2 separate regions of the Arabidopsis thaliana genome follow, and region 2 is linked to region 1. A link is a contact called in public HiChIP or PLAC-seq data. All regions are on one chromosome and are shown on one strand. The core of a region is the stretch at or near the end of the contact, and the rest is flanking DNA. Distances in the headings are between cores, read along the strand shown. Region 1 holds the start of OPR3 (oxophytodienoate-reductase 3). Region 2 holds the start of GRF6 (G-box regulating factor 6).

Region 1 (4,737 bases), core at 1,049-3,548:
ACTCAAAAATGTTATAAAGTTTCCAAGTCCTTTATAAGATTTACGAGTGGATAATGAGGAGACATATAAACCTGCATGAGAAGCACGTCCAACATGCCATAATTGACAAAAGATGAAACCTCCCTTAGCGTGAACTGCTTCCACAACTTGCTTCCATGCTTCTACTTGTTCATCTGAATAGATTCCAGGCACATGTGGGAACCTGCAAAACTTTCTTTATATTAGTTTCACTCCTTACAACAACATTACAAGACTTGTAAAGAATATTCATTACAAGTCTTTCTTTATTTCATGATTCTTTTTATTTGCCTTTTCTTTGAATGTGGCTGATAAAATCTAAACCTCTCTATTCTTATCACGCCACTAAACTATTATTGGTGGGTCCTGTCACCCACATTCCTTATAATGACAAGACAAAACAACTCAAAATGCAGTCGATTCTTTTTAGTGAAACAATGATAAATCGGATCCTTTAAACTTTCTCCGGTATGTCAAAAAAAAAAAAAAAACTTTTAAAGTGAGATAAGCAAAAACCATATTTCTATTAAATTTAGTCACCATAAATCATTTCTAATTCAAAACTATTTTATACTTTCTCTATTCCTTTTTGTTTGATTGTTTAGAAAAAACACATATATTAAGATAAATATATTAAAGTTGATTTTAATTGTATTATTTTTGTGTTTTAAAATTTCCTATAACTTTAAACCAATGGTATTCAATCATTTTTATTAAAGTTTACAACTCATCAATAATAACTAATAAATATTGCATAAAAAACCTTAAAAATTAATTTTTTTGAAACAATTTTTTTTCAATCTTTTTGAAACAAATTTTTTTTCTAGAAAATCAAAAAAAAAAGAACAGATGGAGTATATCTTAAAGAGATTCCTTTTATTTTAAATGTAGAATGTCTAACCTAATAATCAACCTTTATTTAATAAAAGACTAATAGGGCAGTAATAATACATATACTGTTTTTACATTGTTCTTTTCAATTCTAATACTAACAATAGTAGAGACACACACAGTCACACAAAAAAAACTAATAAAAGACTAATAGTAGGTTTCTTATTGTTCTTAAGCAACATGGCCGGCTCAAATATTGGCGAGACCTGGTGCCACACCAGACCCAAAAAAATTAAGTGTCCTTGAATAAAAAAAAAAAATTTGGTCTATTATTATCATTGAAATAAATATTGTTAATTTGTTTTCAAAATTTGTGGTTTTTAGTTATAGAAATGTTATTTAAAAAAACTTAGATCTTTCACATAGTTTTTTATAACTAAAGTGGAGTTTTTAAGATATATATTTTAAATTAGTGGCTATTTTATTTTTTTTGTATGAAAAAAAATAATAAAAAAAATTGGACCCTTGGACAGAACATCTAAGCCGCAATAATACTAATTTGATAAAACCAAAATTATGTATAAATAATAGTACTAATATGAGTTGATTTGATATTTTAATGAAAATCAGATTGTTTTCCTAACGACAAAAGCCGTTTATTAAACAGTACAGTTAGTTGACGTCATCTCATCGTAGTTTTTACTTTTGGTCTTAAAAAAGAAAGAAAGAAGTAAGTAAAATGACGAGAATACCCTGCGGATCCGGGAGAGACCATGGTGCCTTCGGAGATGAGAAAACCGCCGGGAGTGGTCCGTTGAGCATAATACTCTGCCAACGCCGCGTTTGGTACTCCGTTCAACGCCCTGCACCGCGTCATCGGCGCCAGAACCACTCTGAAAACGCAAACGCGATATGAGACTACACGTCATACAAAAACCACTCAAGATCATTAATCTAGCTGAAACTCACCGATGAGAGAGATCGAATCTTCCCATCTTGTAAGAAGAAAACAGAGTCTCGTTAGAGTTCCCTTGTGCCGCCGTCATGTCTCCGCCGATCTGGAAGAAGGAGAAGTAAAAGTCAGATCTGAGAAATCAACGGTCAATACAAAAATATTGAGTAGTAGTTAGTTGGATCTTCTTCATTACATAAAAGGACAAAACACAAACTACAAAGTAACTTAAGTTTGTGATGAGTTTACCGGTTTTGTTATTCGGAAATAGAAAATTCGAGTGGATGTGTTGTTGTTGTGTGGTCGTGGAAATGGAATTTGCTAAATTTTATATCCAAAAAAGGTTAGGTTGATGGATGGACCGGAGGAGTTCTTGGCATCTTGGACCGAACCGACCATTACTTTCACGTGCTGATTTGTTTTATAATAAAGTTCAAAGTTTGGTCCGCGTGAGATATTTCGTTCTATTTTGCTTCATATTATATTATTTTTATTATTTGGATCTATCAGAGATGTTTCTTAGTGGATTGGCAATGAGCCTGATTTCCTAAATGAAATTAACGGATACGAATATGATTGACATTCGCTTTACGTACATTGATAGGTCATTAGCTATGTTAACATTAATATATAACAGGTTGACAACATTTCAATGTATAAAGTCATAGTTGTCTTCCATTAACAGGTCAGAATAAAGGTGAAATAGTGAGTTTAAAACATTACGTAAAAACTAATTCCATGATTGGTTGTCCAATTAGGAGGGAAAGGGTTTAAAAAATAACTTCAGAAAATAAAAGTTTAGAATATTGTGCTAAATAGTTTGCCTTAGTATTACATAAACATGAAATAGAAGAAAGCAAGAAAAGGAGACACATAGCAATTCAAGATCTTCTAAAAAATTAGAGAAAGCGAGTCATTCTTCAGGGGACTGTACCATCAAAACTTACTCTGAATAATTATCTGTTTCAAATGCCTGACACTTTATCCTTCTTGAAAGGATATTTTTTATTGCCAATATTAAAACTTCCAATTCCGAGTGAAAAAGAAAGGGACACCTCCGAAGACACTTTGCACCAAGTAAAATTGTATTGTCAATTCCTAGGAAACACCACCATACTAAATTCATAGATGGATCTGCCGATTTCCATGAATTCATCAATCCTACATCTTAAAGATTGAATTGGAGTTTCCAAAGTATCCCTAATAACACTAGATTCAGTTGGAGCTAATTGAGCTCCTTCTCACATTTGTTTTTTGTTACTCCAAACGTGATTTAAAATATCTGAAATTCAACCCTTCAGTGAGACTCTTGTCTTGTACCTCTAGTACATCTCCCATCATCAAATCCTTTTGCTCATCCTCTAGAACTGAAACTTTAGAAATATTATCGACCATTTGTGAGCCCTGAGTTACTTTATTGATTGTTTTTGGTTCGTACAATGGTTTAGACCAAACTGGACTTGCATCCTTCCTAGTATATTTTGTTCCCTCAACAGAATATTGAGAATTCATCAAGCCATCCTTAACTAATCATTTCCCAGCCACTTCATTATTCTCAGCCCAAGTCCCAGGGAAACTCTTTTTGTGCCCCTAACTTGGAAAAAGTTTTTTTTTTTATCATATTGCCTATGAGAACAGATAGCTAATATCTTTTGATAAATGTAGAAAGATGGCTAATTAAGAGATTTATAAATAAAATTAAATATTATCTTGAGAAAATTTTAATTTATAGAATTATTTTGATGTTTTATATGAAATTGCATTGATTCTTATGAGATCTAAAAATATGGTTAAAATCTTATAAGAGTAAAAGATGATATTTGTGTGTAGATTAGATCGGTTACTGGTAAAATGGTAGGTGATTTATAAGCCACTTATAAATCAGGTACATAATCTAAAATACGTTATGATCTTCAAGATACACTATCTTTAACTAAATGAAACATTGAAAATTTATTTCATTTTGCTTTTTATCTATTATTTGTATATTCATTAATTGTCATTTATTTTTCGCCAATGACATTTGTATTTTTGAGTCTATTTTTCGTAAACCATTTTTGGGCATACCATTTTTAGAAAACATTGTTTGTTTAGTTTAATATAATTCAACCATTTTAGTTATAGAACCTCACTAAGGTGGTTTAAGATGTAATCGAAAAGCTGTATTGCTTATATGATTTATTGTGAATTTGGATTTGTCACGCTGAGGATGTAATCAATCGAACATGTATTCAAAGGATGGTCACGAATTTTTGTCAACAAAAACATGCACAATTCTAGGATAATAAATCCTAACTACTTGAAGACAAGTAAACCTCCACAACATTCTTAATGTCTGGTTTCTTCTGGAACATTAGATATTTTAATAAAAGAGGTAAGCATGATGTTGTAAGGGATTGGATGAATAGGGGGAAGTTTGATTTTGATTTTTTAATAGAAACAAAAGTAAAAGAAAGAAAGGTATACAAGATTACAAAGTCAGTTTTTAGAGAATGGTCTTTTATATGCAATTATGAAGAATATAGACTAGGAAGAATTTGGTTGCTTTGGAGAAATAACGTGCAAGTCACGCCTATCTACAAGACATCACAATTGATTACATGTTCGATCTTGATTGAAGGAGAAAAGGAAGAATGTTTTGCAATATTTGTTTATGCATCCAATTTTGTGATGGAACGCAAAACACTATAGGCCGATCTTCGACACTATCATAGTTTTGCTCTATTTCATGGTAAAACTTGGTTGATATGTGCAGATTTCAGTGAGGTGTTGGAAGGAGAGGATCATTCAATGTATGAACATTTACCATTGATATCACGAGGAATGAGAGATTTTCAGAATTTAGTCCAACAATGTGAATTAACTGATTACAGCTATATGCTTAATCGTACTCTATGTTTGAGACAAGAGGTCATTCAGATCATTTAAGATGTAGA
Region 2 (4,737 bases), core at 752-3,251, 64 kb after region 1:
TCTATATATAGAAAGACCCTAAGTTTTTTGCTCGACACGTTTTATCATTTTAATTAATAAAAGCAGAGAGTTTTTCTCTAATCTGGTGGATTTCCAAAGTTTCAACCTTTCAAATTCGACGCTTGCGAACTTGATTCATGTTTAGGCATAGTGATTGCTATTCCTAGAGGTTCCGACTCCGTAAGTATTTTAATTCTATATAAATAAATGAAGAAAAAAGTAATCATAATTACCCAAATAAAACAGTTTGTTTATATTCCTTTTTAAAATTTTAAGTAACATCGTTAATGTGCTTAGTGTTCTTTATGTTTTGCTTCCCGTCAATATTAAATAATCTTTACATGGAAATTAATCGGTCTCATATATAAAAGAGAAATTGAAGACGATTAAGATGCTATTAACTTTATTTATGAGTATGTATTATGTGAAACACCTTTTATTTATAACTTCAACATAATCGTTTCTAATCTTTCAAAAAAAACTGCCTAAATATTTTTAAATCGTTACGTCTCAAATATAGTCTTTTTAAATATAGTTAATTTATCAACCTTATATATTTTTGGATAAAAAACATGATTTATATGATCAATTTAGATGTATTTTTAGTATTAGAGGTTTTCCTAAGAAAATAAATCATGTTTTTATGAAGTGTAAGTTTCTGAGGTTTTTTCACAAACCCCCACCATCTGTTAATGCATTGGGTCTAACTTCATTTGATGACCGACTTCAAATGAATTATTTACATAGGCATGAACAAAATTTTAAATTTTGATAATTAAAATAATCTTTAACAAAGAAAAAAGATAATTAAAATAATCACAGTTTTTTTTCTTTTGAGAAATATAAAATAATTTAGAAAAATTCAAAAGAAAACAAAAATAAAAGAGGGAGAAAGAGATGTGGCATGAGTGATGGGTGTGTATGGGAGTGAGTGAGAGCTGTGAAAGGGAAGAGTCGCAGAGAGTGCAGAAGTTTTCAGAGTTTGCAGACTCACTCATTATTTTCCCTCTCTCTCTCTCAAACTTTTTTACTTCTATTCTCATAAATATTTTTTATTCAAAACAATTTATTATTCATGCATAGTGTTTTTAACACAAGTGGACCGTGTACACTTAATTTTATAAATGTCGAATGTGTTGGAGCTACGAGTACTACGAGTCGTCTATCTAACCAAAGATGTCACATTACACGATACGGTTTATTTGATTGAAGAACAAAAATAATGATTTGGTATAATTCAAAATTTATAAACTCATTACAATTGGACTTCTTTCATTTTATTTTCTAATACTATAATGAATGATTAAGAGAATGTTCTTTGTGGTTAGCTAAACCTTTATAACGATCTTTGTAATAGTTGCAATATGCTTACATGTTTCTTTTTTTATAGTTAAAACATTAAGAAGAATAGAAGAGGGACATAAATCCTCTCACTTGGCTATTTACTTACTATATTTAGGATCGAATATAAATGCTAAAAACATCTTAAATATTGTAGGGTTAAATTCAAGCTTCTTTCACAAATAAGTATTTTTTTTTTCTTATTTTTTCTTTCTCACATATACTAAAGTTTGAGATATAAGTTATATGACTCAAAAGATATCATAACAACCCAACATTAGAGCTGAAATTTTTAATGTCTTATTATTTTGTACACAACTTTACCTCTTAAGTTTCATGACTTGTTAGATTTTTTTTTTGTCAACCAAAAATAATTAGAACTTAATAGAGTCAATCCCGAAGGATATTGTTTACGTATACGTATGTAACTTGGTAGATTCTCTTTTCGGTTACCAAATTTTCTCGTTTTTCTAAACGCAAACAAAAGTTACAAACTCCTGAATATAATACGTAAATAAATTAAACATAAGTTATCTATGCCCCTTGTCACAAAATTTAGCTTTTAAGAAGGAAAAGAAAAACCTGAAATGGTGCTTAAGATAAAACCAAAACTAAAGCTGAAAAGAAAATTTTAAGAAATAAGAAAAAGGAATAATAAACAAGAAGAGGACATGAAGCACAGAGATTCTGCAGACTGCAGGTGACCAATGGACACTTTATCAATAAAAACATACCTACTACTCTCTTACACTTTCAATTTTCCAATACAAATCCCAATCTTTAATCTCTCTTTCTTCTTCATCTCTCTTTCTCTTTCTCTCTTCATGGCTACAAGGATTCCATTCACAGAATCACAATGGGAAGAACTTGAAAACCAAGCTCTTGTGTTCAAGTACTTAGCTGCAAATATGCCTGTTCCACCTCATCTTCTCTTCCTCATCAAAAGACCCTTTCTCTTCTCTTCTTCTTCTTCTTCATCTTCTTCTTCAAGCTTCTTCTCTCCCACTCTTTCTCCACACTGTAAGCACACTTTATCTTCTTTGCTTTGTGCTCTATGATGGTTATCCTTAGGGTTTGGTGATAATGTAAACGAATTTGACTCTTTTTTTTCAGTTGGGTGGAATGTGTATGAGATGGGAATGGGAAGAAAGATAGATGCAGAGCCAGGAAGATGTAGAAGAACTGATGGCAAGAAATGGAGATGCTCTAAAGAAGCTTACCCTGACTCTAAGTACTGTGAGAGACATATGCATAGAGGCAAGAACCGTTCTTCCTCAAGAAAGCCTCCTCCTACTCAATTCACTCCAAATCTCTTTCTCGACTCTTCTTCCAGGTTTCAAACACACCTTCCTCCTCTGTTTTACTCTAATGACAACACAATGATTGACTATTTTTTATCTTCAAAACATGTTTGAAAGTAGAAGAAGAAGAAGTGGATACATGGATGATTTCTTCTCCATAGAACCTTCCGGGTCAATCAAAAGCTGCTCTGGCTCAGCAATGGAAGATAATGATGATGGCTCATGTAGAGGCATCAACAACGAGGAGAAGCAGCCGGATCGACATTGCTTCATCCTTGGTACTGACTTGAGGACACGTGAGAGGCCATTGATGTTAGAGGAGAAGCTGAAACAAAGAGATCATGATAATGAAGAAGAGCAAGGAAGCAAGAGGTTTTATAGGTTTCTTGATGAATGGCCTTCTTCTAAATCTTCTGTTTCTACTTCACTCTTCATTTGATCATCTTTTGTTCTTATAACCTTGTATTTCTTGTTAAGATGGTAATGCAAATTCTCTCTTTTTTTGTCTAATTTAATTAGGAGTTTCTTTTTGTGATCCATGCATTATATTAGCATAAAAGATTTAACTTGTGTAAAGTAGTTATATTAGTTTGGTTTCAATGTTTAAATTGTTTCTGCTCATCTCTTGTCAATATTAGTGATAGTACGATGTCACTAAGTCATTGATTAGCAACAAATTTATCAATTCATGTTTCTGTAATTAATTATTTCTGATTCTTTTTGTCAGAAACTTGTTCATTAAACTATTTACTGTGGATAGTAAATAGTTTTTTTTTATAATTAAAACAGTAAATAATTTTTCTTAAAGGTTATGTTATAGAAAAAAATGATGAAGAAAATAAGAAAAGAGTAAAAAAAAGACAGGTTTTGCAATTGAGTTGAGTTGAGTTCTGCTCCCTGACTGAGTTTGGTCAGGTCTGAAAAAGCCACACACCCAATCAAAAGCTTTCTGCTCTGACTCAGTGAGAGAGAAAGACGACTTCTCTTATTCTCATCAAACTGAATTATTATTTCTTCACTCACACACATGAGTACATGACATAAAGCAAATTATACTTGTGTGTGCGTGTAATTTTGTTGCTTATAAACTATAATTGCAGTCAATATGTTCTGAAAAGTTGAAAGAGATCCTACAGAGAGAGAGAGAGAGAGAGAGAGCAACATGAAACCTAAAAACCCAAAAGAAAAATTAAAGTAAAAGGGAACAGAAGAAACTGCAGAAACAGTACCAAATCCTTCAAGACCACACACACACACACCCACGTTTCTGACTCTTCCACTTCCTTCTGACAACACTCTTCTGTATTTTTTATTTCTTTATTTATTTTTAGTTTACTATTTTGCTTTCATTAACCATTGACTACGTATCAAGTTGTTTCAACCGGTGTTTTTACGGCCGACTCGTACCGTCCAGTTAGACGGTTAATCCGCGATCTAGACACTTTTCTGTTTAAATTTAGTGCTAATATCCGACAATTTCAAACTCGAAAATACTCGCCTTAACCTGTGACTCTGTCAACCGGTTGAACCGGCCGAGTGTAAGTTTTAAAAACATTATTTGAGTTTGGAATTAAATATAGCATTTTAGACTATTTGAGTTTGAAAAAAAAATGTTTGAGTTTGAAAAAAAATATTTGAGCTTTATTCAATTATTTTTGGAATTTATTTTCACTTTTTTATCTCATTTGATATTTTAGATTTTGGTGAAGACTTCATAATTCTGCTTTAAGAAAATCAATGAATTGGTGAGAAAGACAACCGAGATTAGTTGTTTGAATTCGAGATATATGTTTTATTAGTTTATTTTCGTCATTGATGATCTCCTAATATATTTGTTACGGGTTTAGACTGCTAGTTGGATTGAAAAATTTAGTCACTTTCTATTATTGTTTGATTTCATATTTTGTTAAACATGATATGATTATTTTTGTTTTATATTTATGAAAATTAAGTAATTTCTATTGACATTAAGTATATTAAGTAAATTTTAATCAATTGACCCGTAGTCCAACCCGGTTGACCCCATGACCTGGTGATCCAGAAGGTAATCCGATTTACTGTCCGGGTCGGGTTTAAAAACATTGAAAAAGAAAAA

What was found. HiChIP or PLAC-seq counts read pairs in DNA pulled down with a chosen protein or histone mark.
Region 2: a contact with region 1 is called in an H3K9ac HiChIP or PLAC-seq map of seedling, with 3 times the contacts expected there. The contact joins the promoter of GRF6 here to the promoter of OPR3 in region 1. A contact is called at or near these places in 14 of 26 Hi-C or Micro-C datasets (callus, cotyledon, leaf and 5 more), 2 of 2 datasets of contacts at active chromatin or transcription factors (seedling and shoot) and 1 of 3 other capture datasets (seedling).

Annotation. Positions count from the first base shown.
Region 1 is chr2:2,360,077-2,364,813 of TAIR10.1, forward strand. It overlaps OPR3 (oxophytodienoate-reductase 3), which reads right to left and starts at 2,299. Exons shown (of 5, transcript NM_126619.4): 1 at 2,051-2,299; 2 at 1,819-1,907; 3 at 1,602-1,742; 4 at 72-202. The coding sequence starts at 1,895. It also overlaps the pseudogene AT2G06060.
Region 2 is chr2:2,424,175-2,428,911 of TAIR10.1, forward strand. GRF6 (G-box regulating factor 6) reads left to right here and starts at 2,002. Exons shown (of 3, transcript NM_001335301.1): 1 at 2,002-2,361; 2 at 2,455-2,674; 3 at 2,763-3,149. The coding sequence starts at 2,049. The coding sequence ends at 3,081. It overlaps ELF8 (binding protein), which reads right to left. Exons shown (of 24, transcript NM_126631.7): 24 at 4,729-4,737.